Regions from separate parts of the Mus musculus genome. Here all the other regions are linked to region 1. Evidence: chromatin contacts called from public HiChIP or PLAC-seq, Micro-C and promoter capture Hi-C data. All regions are on one chromosome and are shown on one strand. The core of a region is the stretch at or near the end of the contact, and the rest is flanking DNA. Distances in the headings are between cores, read along the strand shown.

The links. Promoter capture Hi-C pulls out the DNA fragments that hold promoters and counts their contacts. HiChIP or PLAC-seq counts read pairs in DNA pulled down with a chosen protein or histone mark. Hi-C and Micro-C count contacts between places; a contact is called where the count stands out from the background.
Region 2: a Micro-C map of embryonic stem cells shows a contact between it and region 1, with 4 times the contacts expected there. The contact joins the promoter of Eif1ax here to the promoter of Sh3kbp1 in region 1. A contact is called at or near these places in 1 of 39 promoter capture datasets (erythroid cells) and 2 of 484 Hi-C or Micro-C datasets (embryonic stem cells and uterus).
Region 3: a contact with region 1 is called in an SMC1A HiChIP or PLAC-seq map of the NIH/3T3 cell line, with 7 times the contacts expected there. The contact joins the enhancer-like site here to the promoter of Sh3kbp1 in region 1. A contact is called at or near these places in 12 of 39 promoter capture datasets (the 3T3-L1 cell line, 3T3-L1-derived adipocytes, the C10 cell line and 8 more), 3 of 15 datasets of contacts at CTCF or cohesin (the NIH/3T3 cell line, large pre-B cells and pro-B cells), 7 of 484 Hi-C or Micro-C datasets (the N1E-115 cell line, bone marrow-derived macrophages, cerebral cortex and 4 more), 6 of 115 datasets of contacts at active chromatin or transcription factors (the NIH/3T3 cell line, the SCID.adh cell line, bone marrow-derived macrophages and 3 more) and 2 of 9 other capture datasets (embryonic stem cells and liver).
Region 4: a contact with region 1 is called in a promoter capture Hi-C map of embryonic stem cells, with 3 times the contacts expected there. The contact joins the promoter of Map7d2 here to the promoter of Sh3kbp1 in region 1. A contact is called at or near these places in 5 of 39 promoter capture datasets (HPC-7-derived erythroid cells, embryonic stem cells and stem cell-derived epiblast-like cells), 2 of 484 Hi-C or Micro-C datasets (both in embryonic stem cells), 1 of 115 datasets of contacts at active chromatin or transcription factors (embryonic stem cells) and 3 of 9 other capture datasets (adipose tissue, embryonic stem cells and liver).
Region 5: a contact with region 1 is called in a promoter capture Hi-C map of the SN4741 cell line, with 4 times the contacts expected there. The contact joins the enhancer-like site here to the promoter of Sh3kbp1 in region 1. A contact is called at or near these places in 13 of 39 promoter capture datasets (the 3T3-L1 cell line, 3T3-L1-derived adipocytes, the C10 cell line and 7 more), 3 of 15 datasets of contacts at CTCF or cohesin (the NIH/3T3 cell line, large pre-B cells and pro-B cells), 8 of 484 Hi-C or Micro-C datasets (CD4 T cells, the HL-1 cell line, bone marrow-derived macrophages and 5 more), 12 of 115 datasets of contacts at active chromatin or transcription factors (CD8 T cells, the NIH/3T3 cell line, T-cell acute lymphoblastic leukemia and 9 more) and 2 of 9 other capture datasets (adipose tissue and liver).

Annotation. Positions count from the first base shown.
Region 1 is chrX:159,625,989-159,628,561 of GRCm38.p6, forward strand. It overlaps Sh3kbp1 (SH3-domain kinase binding protein 1), which reads left to right and starts at 1,284. Exons shown (of 18, transcript NM_001135727.2): 1 at 1,284-1,703. The coding sequence starts at 1,700.
Region 2 is chrX:159,370,878-159,373,450 of GRCm38.p6, forward strand. It overlaps Eif1ax (eukaryotic translation initiation factor 1A, X-linked), which reads left to right and starts at 1,301. Exons shown (of 7, transcript NM_025437.5): 1 at 1,301-1,538. The coding sequence starts at 1,523.
Region 3 is chrX:159,866,562-159,869,134 of GRCm38.p6, forward strand. All of the region lies in intron 7 of Sh3kbp1 (SH3-domain kinase binding protein 1), which reads left to right. Among named protein-coding and RNA genes, the nearest start is that of Map3k15, 120 kb to the right of the region's middle. Within about 2 kb of position 1,295, at least 5 of the 459 cell types and tissues checked have an H3K27ac peak or open chromatin away from gene starts, as enhancers often do. A contact at or near this core is called in the NIH/3T3 cell line, where this site is marked.
Region 4 is chrX:159,413,300-159,415,872 of GRCm38.p6, forward strand. Map7d2 (MAP7 domain containing 2) reads left to right here and starts at 1,273. Exons shown (of 17, transcript NM_001081124.2): 1 at 1,273-1,593. The coding sequence starts at 1,398.
Region 5 is chrX:159,807,828-159,810,400 of GRCm38.p6, forward strand. All of the region lies in intron 4 of Sh3kbp1 (SH3-domain kinase binding protein 1), which reads left to right. Among named protein-coding and RNA genes, the nearest start is that of Map3k15, 180 kb to the right of the region's middle. Within about 2 kb of position 1,279, at least 21 of the 459 cell types and tissues checked have an H3K27ac peak or open chromatin away from gene starts, as enhancers often do. A contact at or near this core is called in the NIH/3T3 cell line and the SN4741 cell line, where this site is marked.

The DNA.
Region 1 (2,573 bases), core at 34-2,533:
CCTTACTCATCAGGATCATCCTGTGTCCCAGGCTAGCCTTTAAGCCAGAACTCATTAACAGCACCATCTTCTATGCCTCAGCCTTATGACTGAAATACCCCCTCCACCCTCCAACATATTTCTACAGAAATTTTAGGCTTTGACCCAATATACAAATAATGCTGCATTATTATTATTCACCGGGTACGCAAGGCAGATCTCCATTGGGCATGGGGTCAGCTTTTATTTGTCACCTCTGGGTTCACTAGTCCCCAGCCTCCATTTGCAGGGGACAATGATCTAATTTCTCTCTTGTCTCACTTTCCCTGTTGCCTATTTTGTCTCCAGTCTAGCTCACTATCTCTTCCTACCACCAGATGGTGGAAAGTGGAAAGGAAACAACAGACTGCTCAATGAATGCGGTCGCAGGCAAGTCTCTTTGGCTGAAAGGTGTGGTGGAGAATAGACTCCAAAAAAGAAGCTCGTTGAGTTGCCCAGGAATTCCTATGGATTTCTATTTTCATTTTAGTGTCCACTTAAAATTGTTGTCTATCCGGGTTTGAGGCTCAATAGAGCACAGTGATGCCTGATGGAGAACCAGCCAATCTTTGTCTCTGGACCTAGAAACATTCCTAGGCAGCAGAGCCCCACACCTTGTCCGGGTACCACTGGGTCAGGTGTAAGGAGGGTCTAATCCTGGGAGGGGCGGTGGCCAGCAGCGGACCTGCTCAGCAGCCTGACTGCGCCCTTCTCATTGGGCACCTCTAGCCCAGTACCACCTCCTACGCTCCAAACTCGCACCTGGTCTGCCAGTACTCCAAAGCCACAGCCAAAGGCCCCTTCCTCCCACAGCCCCCTGCTAGCAGCCTTCTTCCTCTATGTCCCCCCCCGCAGGGAAGGGGTGTCACCTGTTAATAACAGCAGGTGTCCCGCTCTTCACCTGCCACCGGCTTCCCCTCCCCCAGCCCTCCTTTCTCGGGGTTCTGCCTTCGATCCACCTTTTCCACGTGCCCCACAACTCCGACGCCCCCACCCCCACGGACCCCCTAAATCTCCTCCAGTCTCGAGGAGTCTCGCGGCATTTCCCGGGGCGTGAGCCGAGCCTAGGCGGATAGGGGGCGACCCTCTGCGGAGCTCCAGCCGGGACAGAGCCAGAGGTGAGGGGGGCGGCCGAGCCCCGCAGACAGAGGACGAGCCCCAGAGTCGGGCTGGACACTGCTCGGGCCCCGCCCCTCGACCCCGCCCCCGCCTGGCGGCCGCGCCTCTCGGGCGGGCGGAGCCGCTGAGCTTCGCCGCGGCGGGGAGGAGGGGAGAGCAGGCTCCGAGGCGGCTGCAGGGCACTGGGCTGGGCGGTGCTTTTTTTCTTTTCTTTTCTTTTCTTTCTTTCTTTTTTTTTCTTCTTCTTCTTCTTTTTTTTTTTTTTTCGCAATTTCCACTCGCAGAGAGCAGGAAACCCGGAGCAGCCGGGTGCAGTGGGGCCGCGATGCAGCAGCAGCAGCAGCAGGAGTCGCCCCAGGGTAGCAGCGGCAGCAGCAGCAGAGGCAGTAGCGGGCGGCGCTGAGCTGCCACCACCGCCGCTGAGGACGAAGCCGGCCCAGCAGCAGCCGCGTCCCGACGCTCGCGCCCCCGATCCCTGCGCCGCGACCTCGGCGCTCCGAACCCAACGCCCGGTTCCGCCAACTTTCACGCTGCTTCGGCGGCTCGGCTCGTCTTGGCGCCAATGGGTGAGTGCAGGGGCCGTTCGAACCTTCAGCCCATCTGTGTGTAGGGGTCGACTGGCGCGCCCATCCCGGGACCGCGGACCCGGGGAGGGCGCCCTGGAGCAGGGCCGGGAGAGTGACATCGCGCAGAGCGCCCTCCCTCGCCTTGCGCACCCCCATTCACTCTCACTTGCTTTAGTGTCCCTGCGGAGCCCGCGCGCGGCACGGACTGGAACCCGAGGGGGCCTGAGCAGAGAATCGCGGGGGCTAGCTCCGGGGCTGCTTGGGTTGAGGGAGTCAGGGGGTGTGGTTGGCTTCTTCGGGTGGGCGGGGAGAGTTTTGTCTTTGCCATTCTCCCACCCAAGTGCACCCTCCCTGGCGCTGTGGACCCGGGTACCAGGATTTGGTGGGCTCTGGCCCTGTACAGGGCTCTTGGGCCAGCCTGAGAAGAGCCTTGAAGGTCGGGGTCTCTGGGAGAGGGTTAGACTGTCTTTACTGCCTGATGATGCCGGTGGTGGGAGGTTAGGAAACGCCCCAGTACCGGGCATGGCGGGCTGTCCCAGGGTCCTGAGCTCTTCATGCGTTCCCCACTTGTGCCTCCACCTCTCACTCTGTCTTCCCCCACGCCGAACCCCTCTCCACTCTGTTACACTCAAAGGCTACTTCCTATATCCTCCTCTCAGTCTGCAGGGCCAGGAACTGGAAATGGTGATCCAGTTTTTGATGCACCTAGCAAGCATAATTTCCATGTAGGCAGCTAACCTTAGCTCTTCAGGATCCTTTTTATTATAGACCTGACAGTGTGGAAACCACCTTACTGCCCAGGGGAACTGGCACTTTACTGAGCAAAGGACTTGTGACTGTCTGGTCTCTAGTAAACGTTTGCTTTATCTA
Region 2 (2,573 bases), core at 51-2,550, 260 kb before region 1:
CAATAAACCTAGTTTGAAGTGAAGTTAGTTGTTCTGAGAATCTATGCAGTATTCCTTTGCTGGAACCACCAGAATAAAGAATGGGAGAGCGAGTTGTTTAAACATCAAAAATGTACGTTCTCTTGACTGTGTTGTGTGTTTTGTAGTCAGGGTCTTACTATGTAGCCCAGGCTAGCCTGGAACTCACTATGTAGCCCAGCTTTCCCATAGATTTGCAGGAATCCTCTTGCCTCAGTTTCACAGGTGCTAGGATTATAGGCATGAGTACCAGGCCCACCTACTATTTTGCTCAGTTTTGAAGATTCCAAGTCTAAAGTCAAGGTAGAGACAAATCTGGCTTCTTCTGAGGTCTTCATGGCTTGCAGATGATTACGGGCTCAGGAACTGGTTGTTCTTTTTTATGCCTCATTATGCCTAGGTACTAATTGCTTTTGTTTTGGTTTTGGTTTTGAGTTAGGGTCTCACTCTGTAGCCTTGGCTGGCCTGTAACTCATAGTTTACTTTCCTCTGCCTCCACAGTACTGGGATTAAAGGCCTATGTTACCATGCTAACGTCAAGTCTTGGCATCAAGTCTTAAGGATCTCATTTCAATATAGGCTCTTTAATGATCTTATATCCAAACAGAGTAATATACATACAGGTTAGAACTTCAGCATGAATATTGGGAGATTTGGACCCTAACATCGACTTTCTTCCATTCCTTTTATCCTATGTCTGCTGAGCAACCTACCATGTGCAGGCATTCTGTTGAGCATTATAAACAGACTTAGCTACAGTGAGTTAGGGACAAGATTTATTTTTAAGTATCATGCAAATATTCTATTAAAGTTTGGAAGAGGATGGCAGAAGTGCCTTCTCTCCTTCCCCCTTAGATTTCCAGCTTGGTTGGGCTGGTGAAAGGGCCCCATTAAAACTCAACTCTGAGGTTAGTGAGTCAGCACCTTGTCAAGCCTGGGGCTCACTTGGCTAGGAAGCCGAGATGATGCCCAAGCCAGCAGCCTGCACCACCTCAATTTCCCCTCCTCTCCTCCAAGCCTCCACTGTGACGCAGGGCCCGGGCCCCTCCCGCCCGGGCCCCTCCCGCCCCCTTCCGGACGCCGGAGGCCCCACTCCACCTACTGCGTGCCCACTGGCAGCAGTGAACGCCTCCCTGGCAGGCTTCTCCCTAGGCTCCCACCCTAGGACTGCCCCTTGGCCACGCCTGCGCCTTAGAGTCGCGGGAGGCTGGGCTCCGCGGGCGGGCGGGCGGGCGGGCGGGCGGGCGGGGGGGGGGAGGAGGGCGGGGAGGAGGAGGAGGGCGGGGAGAAGCCCCGCCCGCTGCCGCGACGCCATTTGCCACTGCCGAGCGTGGGCACGGGAGGCTCTCGCAAGCACGGGTGACCAGCCTCTCCTGAGCACGCTTCCCGACCTCCCGCACGGTCTTCGTGGCGCGCACTTCTCGGCGTTGCCCGTCGGAGTCACCGCAGTTCCTGCCGCCAGCCTGAGTGCGGTCCCACACGCTGCCAGCCAGTCTTTGCGGCCATGCCCAAGAATAAAGGTAAGGACGCCGCCGCCGGGACCGGGGCTCTGCTCCCCGCCGGCTCCCTGGCGCTGCTCTCGGCCTCGAGGTCAGCCCAGGCCTCAGTGACCTTCCTGCCATCTTTTCTTGCCTCTCCTCGGGCTGCATTCTCTGCGTCCTACTTGGAGCTGGGCAGAAGCGCAGGGAAGTTACTCCTGGCTCCCAGTTTGGCCACATTGGGGTGGAGCCGACGCCATTTTTTTTTGTAGGGCCTCCTGTGTGAGAATATGGGCTCGTGCCCCCGATTCGCGCCACATTGACCGCGGCGCCCGGGGGACTCATGGGAACACCTGCCTCGGACTTCTTGGGCTCCCAACACCTGGGGAGTTAAGCCCTGGGAGCCAATCTGAACTTTGAAAAAGGGTGATGCCTCGCTTGCTTTCGTGCCCATCTGGCACCTCCTCCCTAGGATTTTTTATGGACACTTAGTTGGTACTGGTGAGGCCGCACCCGTGTAGCCAGTGGCCAGTACTTTGATGCATTCGCAAATTTCATCCCTAGAGAATCACTTTGCTCCATAGTTTTACCGGGGCTTAACTTTTTCCACAGAGCCCTTGACCCACATTGAGCCAACTTTTCCACGTTTGCTTCTGATCGTGTATATATTTTGATAAATAAAAAAATGATTACAAATTCTAAGCAGAAGTGCAGCGTTCCTAAGATCATTCTCATTTTTATATATTTACAGTATTTTGTGGTGTTTTTTTTTTTATGGGATCAAATCTATCTTTACCAGCACTCTACCGCTTTGCTTTGCTCTGTCTGTCTCCAGGCTGCCCCGGAACCCTAAACTAACATTGAACTTGGGATTCGCTCGCCTCAGCTTCCCGAGTAGCTGGCATTACAGGCTTGCTATATTCGTTGTCCTCGTAATTTCTCAAAAATATAAAGTACAAAGTAGTGGAAAGCTTTTATTTCCCACAGGAGAGGAACACATTACACAGGATGAACTTGGGTGGGGGGAGGGGCGCACACCTTTACTCCCAGCACTAGGAAGGCAGAGGCAGGTGGATT
Region 3 (2,573 bases), core at 45-2,544, 240 kb after region 1:
GCCACAAAACAAAAGAAACTCATAAACCAAGGCTTTTACACAATACTTCAGTGGGAGCAACAGGTTATGGGCAACTCCGAAAAATCTCTGCTATAGGTTTTAGATGTTCTCTGATGACATTCTTAGCTTTTGGTTTGGCAAATCCTAGTGATCTACTCAGTATACTTTTTAAAGGCTTTTCCTGATACAGAGGTGGGTGGTAAATAGTTATTAAGAGAAATGAAGATAGATCCAGATAATTTTGACTCTCAAAGATTTGTACCATTCTATCTCTTCAGTCAAAATTTGAAAGTCTGTAGGCCTTGTTGAGCCTTCAAGATACATGTGGCATTCTTCCTGGGAACTTTCTGGGGCCTAAGATGAGCTCCTTGGGCTAAGTGATGTGCCCCATTGCAGATACTCAGCGACCTCAAGCATGTGGTAGAATCCTGCCCCTAGTGTATGCCTTGTTCAGTCCTGTAAATGTCAATGAACCACATCTGTGTGCCTGGCTCTCCCACAACATTATGGTGGTGGAACTGATTACTTGCAAAGAAGGGATTTTATAGTGACTGGAGAGAGTATTTTGTCTTAGAGTCCTAGGAGGGCCAGATGTTATTCGTTACTGACATGGCCACAGACAGATAGCTTTAATTTCTCTGACCTTTACTCCCACTATCTGCTTTGTGTACGCAGTCAGAATGTTGCCCTAGACAAAGAAAATCCCTTAGTTGCCTCCCAGTATCTTCTTCCTCTCATTCAGTCTTGAAACCTTTAGGACTCAGTTGGAAGGTTTTTCTACTCCCAAATATTGAGCACCCTAATGGGAGAGACAAAAGGAAGAGGTAGGTGAACAGTTCTATGAGAAAATGGGATAGTGCTGGGAATTAATATTAATGTGCCTGTTGGTGGGCATCAGGTCAGCAAGGTCTTGAGAGATTTGTTGTTTACTATTGGGCATTTTCCATGGATTTAGGGACAAGAACTTTGACAGTTGAATTTTACTGTATACGTTTTCCCTTTGGCTTTCCTTGTCAAAAGTAAATTTTAGAGTAATTGCTCTCCTACGATTGCCATTTAGTGGAACGCTAAGCCATTGTAATTCCTCCAACCTTTGGGCCAGTTCCCTGTTTCTGGATCCTGATGCCACATCCGTGTTTAGGTAATGACCCAGAGTTTATCATCCAGGCAGCCTACTTGCTTCTTCCTTCTGACCTAAAATAGAAACCTATGGCAAAGGATGCCCGGCAGTACAGAGGAGAGCTGTTTCTTCCTGCCAGCTGTCTCTTCAGCACACTAAGCCACAGGCCCACATCAGGATTCAGAGTTATGATGACTCAAAAATACTCATGCGAGTTGGTATTTTTTGAGTGATCCAGATTTATTTAAGCAGGGAACATTCTCCCCACCCCACCCCCAAACAAAAGGCTCTCATGATGCTGAGATTCATCAGCAACTCAGGCTGGGGAACAGATTGCCATCATTTTCATAACAAGAGGAAAACTATCTAAATATTCATAACAAAGTGCCTCGAGGTGCCTTCAGCCTATCACATCTGGTATCTCCCTTTTTCTTATTACAGTTGGTACAGATTTGTTGTCTCTGTAGGTTAGAAAAATCACCCCAAAGACAGGCCTCTTTGGCATCCTTCTGAACTATTCAATATTATAGATGCAGAAGACTGTAGATCAGTGGTTCTTATGCTGTGGGTCATAACCTCTTTGGGGTCAAATGACCCTTTCATGGGGGTCACATATCAGATATCCTGTATATCAGATATTTACAATGTGATTCACAACAGTAGTAAAATTAGAGTTAAGTAGCAAAGAAAATAATTTTATGGTTGGGGGTCACTACAACATGAGGAACTGTATGAAAGGGTCACAGCACAACATTAGGAAGGTTGAGAAGCACTGCTCTAGATGAACAAGTAGGTTTGGAAAATCTGGATAAAGTATGATTGGAGGTGCAAGTGGGCTGTTTCCCATGTTACACCTCATTCACTTAGTGACTGGACATTTGCACCACCTCTGAGACCATTGACTTGCCTCTTGGGAATTATTGTCTATAGTAGTGACATGTGGTGCTTCATTGGTACCATTAGATTGTTGATCCCTCTAGGTTTAAGACAGACACTGCATTTGATTTTCCCATCATGCAGCCTAGAACAGTGCCGGAGACTCACTGGATATACAGTGAGTGGAGGTTGAGCAAGTGGAGACTTTTAAAGGACTTCTGACATTGTGGGGTTTTGTTGTTGTTGTTGTTATTGTTCACTTCTTCTACTCAAATCTCACCCATACTGTACCTGACACATCCCATATGAAGCACATCTCCTCTTTATCCACTGATGTTTTTTTGTCTACCAGAGCCCTCATGTTCAATCCCCCCCAAAGTCCCCTCTCTCCCTAGGAAGCACCTTTCACCACCCCCCAATACATCTGTTCACTGGATTCAGAGGGAGGGCCTTCCTATGATGGGTCCCAGCTACCTAGGTGGTTGAAAATTGACCTTTCAACTCCAGTCCTCTTAGAGAAGAAAGGCTTCCTGTTTTCCTGATGACTGGCCTTTCTCCCAAAGTCTCCAAGCTTTTC
Region 4 (2,573 bases), core at 23-2,522, 210 kb before region 1:
TCCCTAAAACAAACAAACAAACAAATAAACAAAAAGACAAATCTAAGTCCAGCATGGTTCTTTATTTTTCTAATTCTAGCACTCTGGAGGCTGGGGCATCAGACTTGATTGCCTCCAGAGCTTGAGAGCTATCAATCTAATTTCATACCAGCCTAAGCTACAGAATGAGACTGCACAAATCAAAACGAACATAGGACACGCAGAATCTACATTTTAAAATTGTATTTAAAGCTCACACGTATATGATGGGGAAATAGAAAGGAGATTTTTAGGGAAGAGGAAAGGGTCTGGCGAGAGAGAGGAGAGGACAAAAGAGGGTGATGAGAGTGACAATATGATCAAAGGGCAGGATAAGGTTGGCTGTGGTAACTCATGCCTGTAATCCCAAGACTTGAGAGACTGAGACAGGATGGTTGTCATGAGTTAGAGGCCAGACCAGGCCTGGGATGTACTATAAGGCCCTGTCTCAAAATCACTCCCCACTAGCTCTGCAGTGGTGGCACATGCCTTTAATCCCAGCATTCAGGAGCCACAGCCAGGAGATCTCTGAGTTCGAGGCCAGCCTGTTCTACAGAGTGAGTTCCAGGACCTCCAGGGCTACACAGAGAAACCCTGTCTTGAAAAACAAAACATAAAACAGACAAAACAAAACAAACACCAGAAAAATTGTCACTACCACCCTCTTGAAGCACATAACAGACATATGAAAATGGATGATGAAATGCATTATTTTATAGGATGAATATTTGGCAAATATATAAAGAAAGAAAGAAATGAACTGAAACCTCATTGCGGTAAAATGGATCCTATGGCCCTATGGCATCTGCACATGCATGTGGCACTGGCCCATGTGGTGACAACCAGAAAACCTAGCTATGAACGGGCACTAGGAGCTGCAGGGCTGTTTTTGTGCAGAGAGACAGTGTGAACACGTGCGCGCGCGTCAGATGTGTGCAAGGTGTGTGAGAAACTTTAAGTGGATGTGTGCACGAGTGTGTGGAAGCGTGTTTAAACCGAGTGTGCAAAGAAGCCTTTTGTAAACTCTTAAGAAGAAGCGCGCCAGGTGTGGTGTGTGCGGACACTGGGGATGCTGAGCCGTGAGGACTTGTGGAGCGGACACTGCGCGCGCACGTTCGGCGCCCCGGGTGCGCCTTTCACAGCAGCCCGAGGGGCTGCGAGCCGGGAGCGCGGAGCCCGTGCGGTCCCTTGGCGCGCGCACGCCTGCGCCGGCTGAGCAGTGACGCACCGGCGAGTGCGGGAGGGTCCGGTGCGGCGAGCCCGGGCAGAGGGAGGCCGGCGCGCAAGGTGGGAGGCCGCGTGCGCATGCGGACCCGCGCGGGGCCGGTGCGACACAGCGGGCGGGCCAGACAGTGCGCCTGTGCAGCCCGCGCATCCCGATGGAGCGCAGCGGTGGGAACGGCGGCGGCGGCGGTGGCGGCGGCGGCGGCGGCGGCGGGTACGGCGGCAGCGGTGGCGGTGGCGGAGGAGCCGGAGTCCCCTCGGAAGGGGCTGCCAAGGGCTTGTCGCTGCTGCTGGCCAAGTCCGCGGAAGCGGCCTCCGGGAGAGCCTCCCAGTCCACCCCGCGGTCCGCAGGTAAGGGCCGGGGAGCACTGGGCAGGCCGCGCTGAGGACCCCCGGGGGGGGCGGGGCGGCCAAGGGCTGTCGCCCGGTCGCCCTTTCCGGGGGCCTAGGTCAACCTGCCCTGGGGGACTTCAGGCTGCGTCTCTCTTTCGGCAGGTGGCGGGGTCCCCTCGGGCTTGGCGTGTTTGCGTGGGCGAGTTTGTGGGGGGTGGCTGGAGAGCGGAGGAGCGGGTATCCTTGGCCACGGCTGTCCCCGAGGTATGGCTCGGCACCGGAGGAGGGGGTTCCGGGATGGCGACCCTGTGGGTGCGGGGGCCCGCTGAGGTGTTTGGACTACAGGGATTGCGGCTGGCTCGCTGCCTCGCTGGCTCCCACCCTCCATCCTAAGGCGCGCAGACGGGGAAGCCACAGCCAGCCACCAAGGTGGCCCAGCTTTGCGGTTTACTTGGCCTCTCGGGGTTGGGAAAATAATGTCGCATCGCCCGCGGGGGCAGCGACGGTTCATAAAGGGAGCAGGGCCACACGCGACTGCTGAGACGACGACCCCTCCCCCCCCCTGAAGTCGCTGAGGTAGTGGTTTCCCTACTGGGGCGTCTGGCCCCTGCCGCTGCCCTTTCTGGTACGTGACTGCGTGGCGATTGAGTGTTCTAGCCCACGGGACTGCAGCTGAGAGCTGTCGCCAAGGGGTGTGGGGATGTGGGTCCCTGTTCCTTCTGCCCAAGGGGACGGAACATGGTGAGGACGCTGGGAAGAACGTGATAAGCGCCTGCGTCTTCTGGTTCTGGGGCTAACCTTCTGTGTACTTGCAGGTGGTGCGGAGGTATACGCAGTGAGGAAAAGCATTTCATTCCAATTTTCCTGGCGACATTTTTTTTAAATGTTAATAATGAGAACTAATTCTATATTCCATCTTTCATTGCAGTTTAACATTCGAACGAAAAGAAAAAAATAAACCCTCACACAATTTGTAGAATTTGGGAATTATCGCATCG
Region 5 (2,573 bases), core at 29-2,528, 180 kb after region 1:
GAAGGTAAGAAAACAATAAAAGTCTTGTGATACTGTTGAGTCAACCAATCTGTTAATGAATGTATAACATCTTAGGGCTGGAGAGATGGCTCAGCAGTTAAGAGCCCTGGTTGCTCTTCCAGAGGACCTGGGTTCAATTGCCAGTACCCACGTGATGTCCTACAACCATCCATAACTGCTGTCCCAGAGGATCCAGTTCCCTCTTCTGGCCTCCAAGGATGCTAAGCATGCATAGCTATATGTGAAGACTAAGCACATCCATACACATAGATAAATAAAAGTAATATTTAAAAGTATAACATATTGTGCATGTACATATTATAATTATATCTTGATTGATTGATTGATTGATTGATTGACAGTGTTGAGTTATATAATGACAATTCACACCTATTTTTTTTGGGGGGGTCCTTGACAGACAGCTCTGAGGATCTTGATCATGTGGGCTGCTTTTTAGAAAACAATTGAGTCACAGAATTTTTAAAATGATATATGTGTATCTTAATATCTAATATTAACTTAAAATATCACAATCTATGTTTATGTTCAATACAATGTTTTAATACAGAGTCAGGCCTATATCTAATATTTATTGTATGTATGTATGTATGTATGTATGTATGTATGTGTATGAGTGTGGCCAAGGTCTTTTCTGTAAGTATGGGTTGCTGGTTTGAGCTCCTTGTTTTGTGCATCCACGGTGTATTGTCTATGACCTGCACTGATTTCTTTAAAGTGTGTCAGTAGCAATGAAAATGAAGCAATGGAAGTATATTGTCCTTCTGATGATCCATAGCTCCCCAGCCTCAGGTTTTTTGCTCCCTAACTTGGCAGCTGTTTTTCTTTTAACCTTCAATTTGTTACCTTTATTCTTTCTCAGCACTAACTTTGTCTTCACACACCCAGGTTTTTGCACTATCTAACCCAGCAATACCCTTGGCAGGCCTAAAAGGTTTAGAAAGAAATAACTTTGGGCCCCTGTAGGAGAAATAACAGGTACTTGCTTGCCAGAAATTAACTACCAGCCTGCAGCCCTCAGCCTTGGTGATGGAAGAGAGCAAGGGATAGTCCTGGAGTGGACAAAGTGAAGGCTGTGCTAAGGAGCCTCCCACCCCCCTTCTGCCTCCTGGCTGGGGCATCCTCAGTTTGGCTATATAGAAAAGCCATCATGGTAAATTTAAAGGAACCAAGCTGTCAACTTGGAAAGAGAGTGGCAAGCTCTAAATTCCTAGATTGATTGACATTCCCCCTTACCCCTACAGATTGTGATTTTTAAATGAGTCATGAATATACACGTGGGTCATTTTGGTTCAGAGTGCAGAAGACAGAAATGCTAGTGGGGCTCTCAGTGCAGTTGAACAAGCAAGCTGTGGGGACAAATTTACAGGGGCAAAACCTGGGTTCCTCTGGAATTTTCCCTTTTTCTTTTTAACGACTGCTTCTGTTTTAGTTTGGTTTTGTGTTTGTTTGTTTTTTCCCTGTGTTATCTGGAATCTAAGGAAGGAGTTGGGTTTTTTGTTTTGTTTTTTTGTTTTTTGCTTTTTTTGCTTTTTTGTTTGTTTTGTTTTTTTTCCTGTATCGACTGAGGCTGGTCTCAACAAATCTCTCAAAGTGGTAACTTGAGTAATGTTCTGAAATTTTTTTGTTTTATGTCGGTTTTTTTTGTGATTAATTTTAGAGGCATTTCTCAGTGGTTCCCAGTCAGACTGGCTGGTGACTGAGGGAATGTAGATTCTGAGTTAAAGCCTGACCTGGCTTTGTGGTTTGCAAAGATGAGAACTTGCATGTTCAAAAACTGTCTGCATTCTTCTTCATATGCCCATAGAAGGAGATTGGATCCACTCATCTCCGGTTAAGGAGGCTCTTGAAATGCTTTAAAGCTTTCACCCAGGCAGACAAACCTCTGTGTGGGTGGATGGGCGCATCCTCCGCCTTTCACTCTTGCTCAAGAGAAGCCAAGTTCAGTGATCTCTTTCACAGCACATACACTAAAAATTGCTGGCATCCGTTTAAAAGCTGATCAGCTAGCGGGCGATCCAAGCATGCATTCATTTTCTCCCATTAAGACTGCATTACTTTAGAAGCAAGGTTCTTCTCTTGTTTTGTATTTTAAAAGACATGCTAATAAAAAAAATCTTAGTATTGGAATTTGATCATCTAGCAAGTTCAGGCTGCTCTACAATTGTCCTCTGTTTAATATAGTGGTGAACACATCTGTTTTCCTAGTGTATGTACAGGTACTGAAGCATCCATACTATGGTGAGGGATTCTATGTTTAGAAGGGAAGGTAAACTGGGTGCCATAATGCATGTCTAGAGCCCCAGCACTTGGTTGATAAAGGTAGAAGGATCAGTTGTTCAAGGTCATTCTTAGCTACGACAGTAAGTTTGAGGCAGTCCTAGCCTGTGTGAGACCCTAGGTCAAATAACAAAAAGTGTAGAAAAGAAAACAGTTATATTTGAAGCCTCAGCATGTGGAACAGGCTACAACTATCTAAAAGAAAGTATTTGTGCTAGATTTGAATAACTATGAAATTTCTTAAATATTTAAATGCTTATATCATAAACGAAACT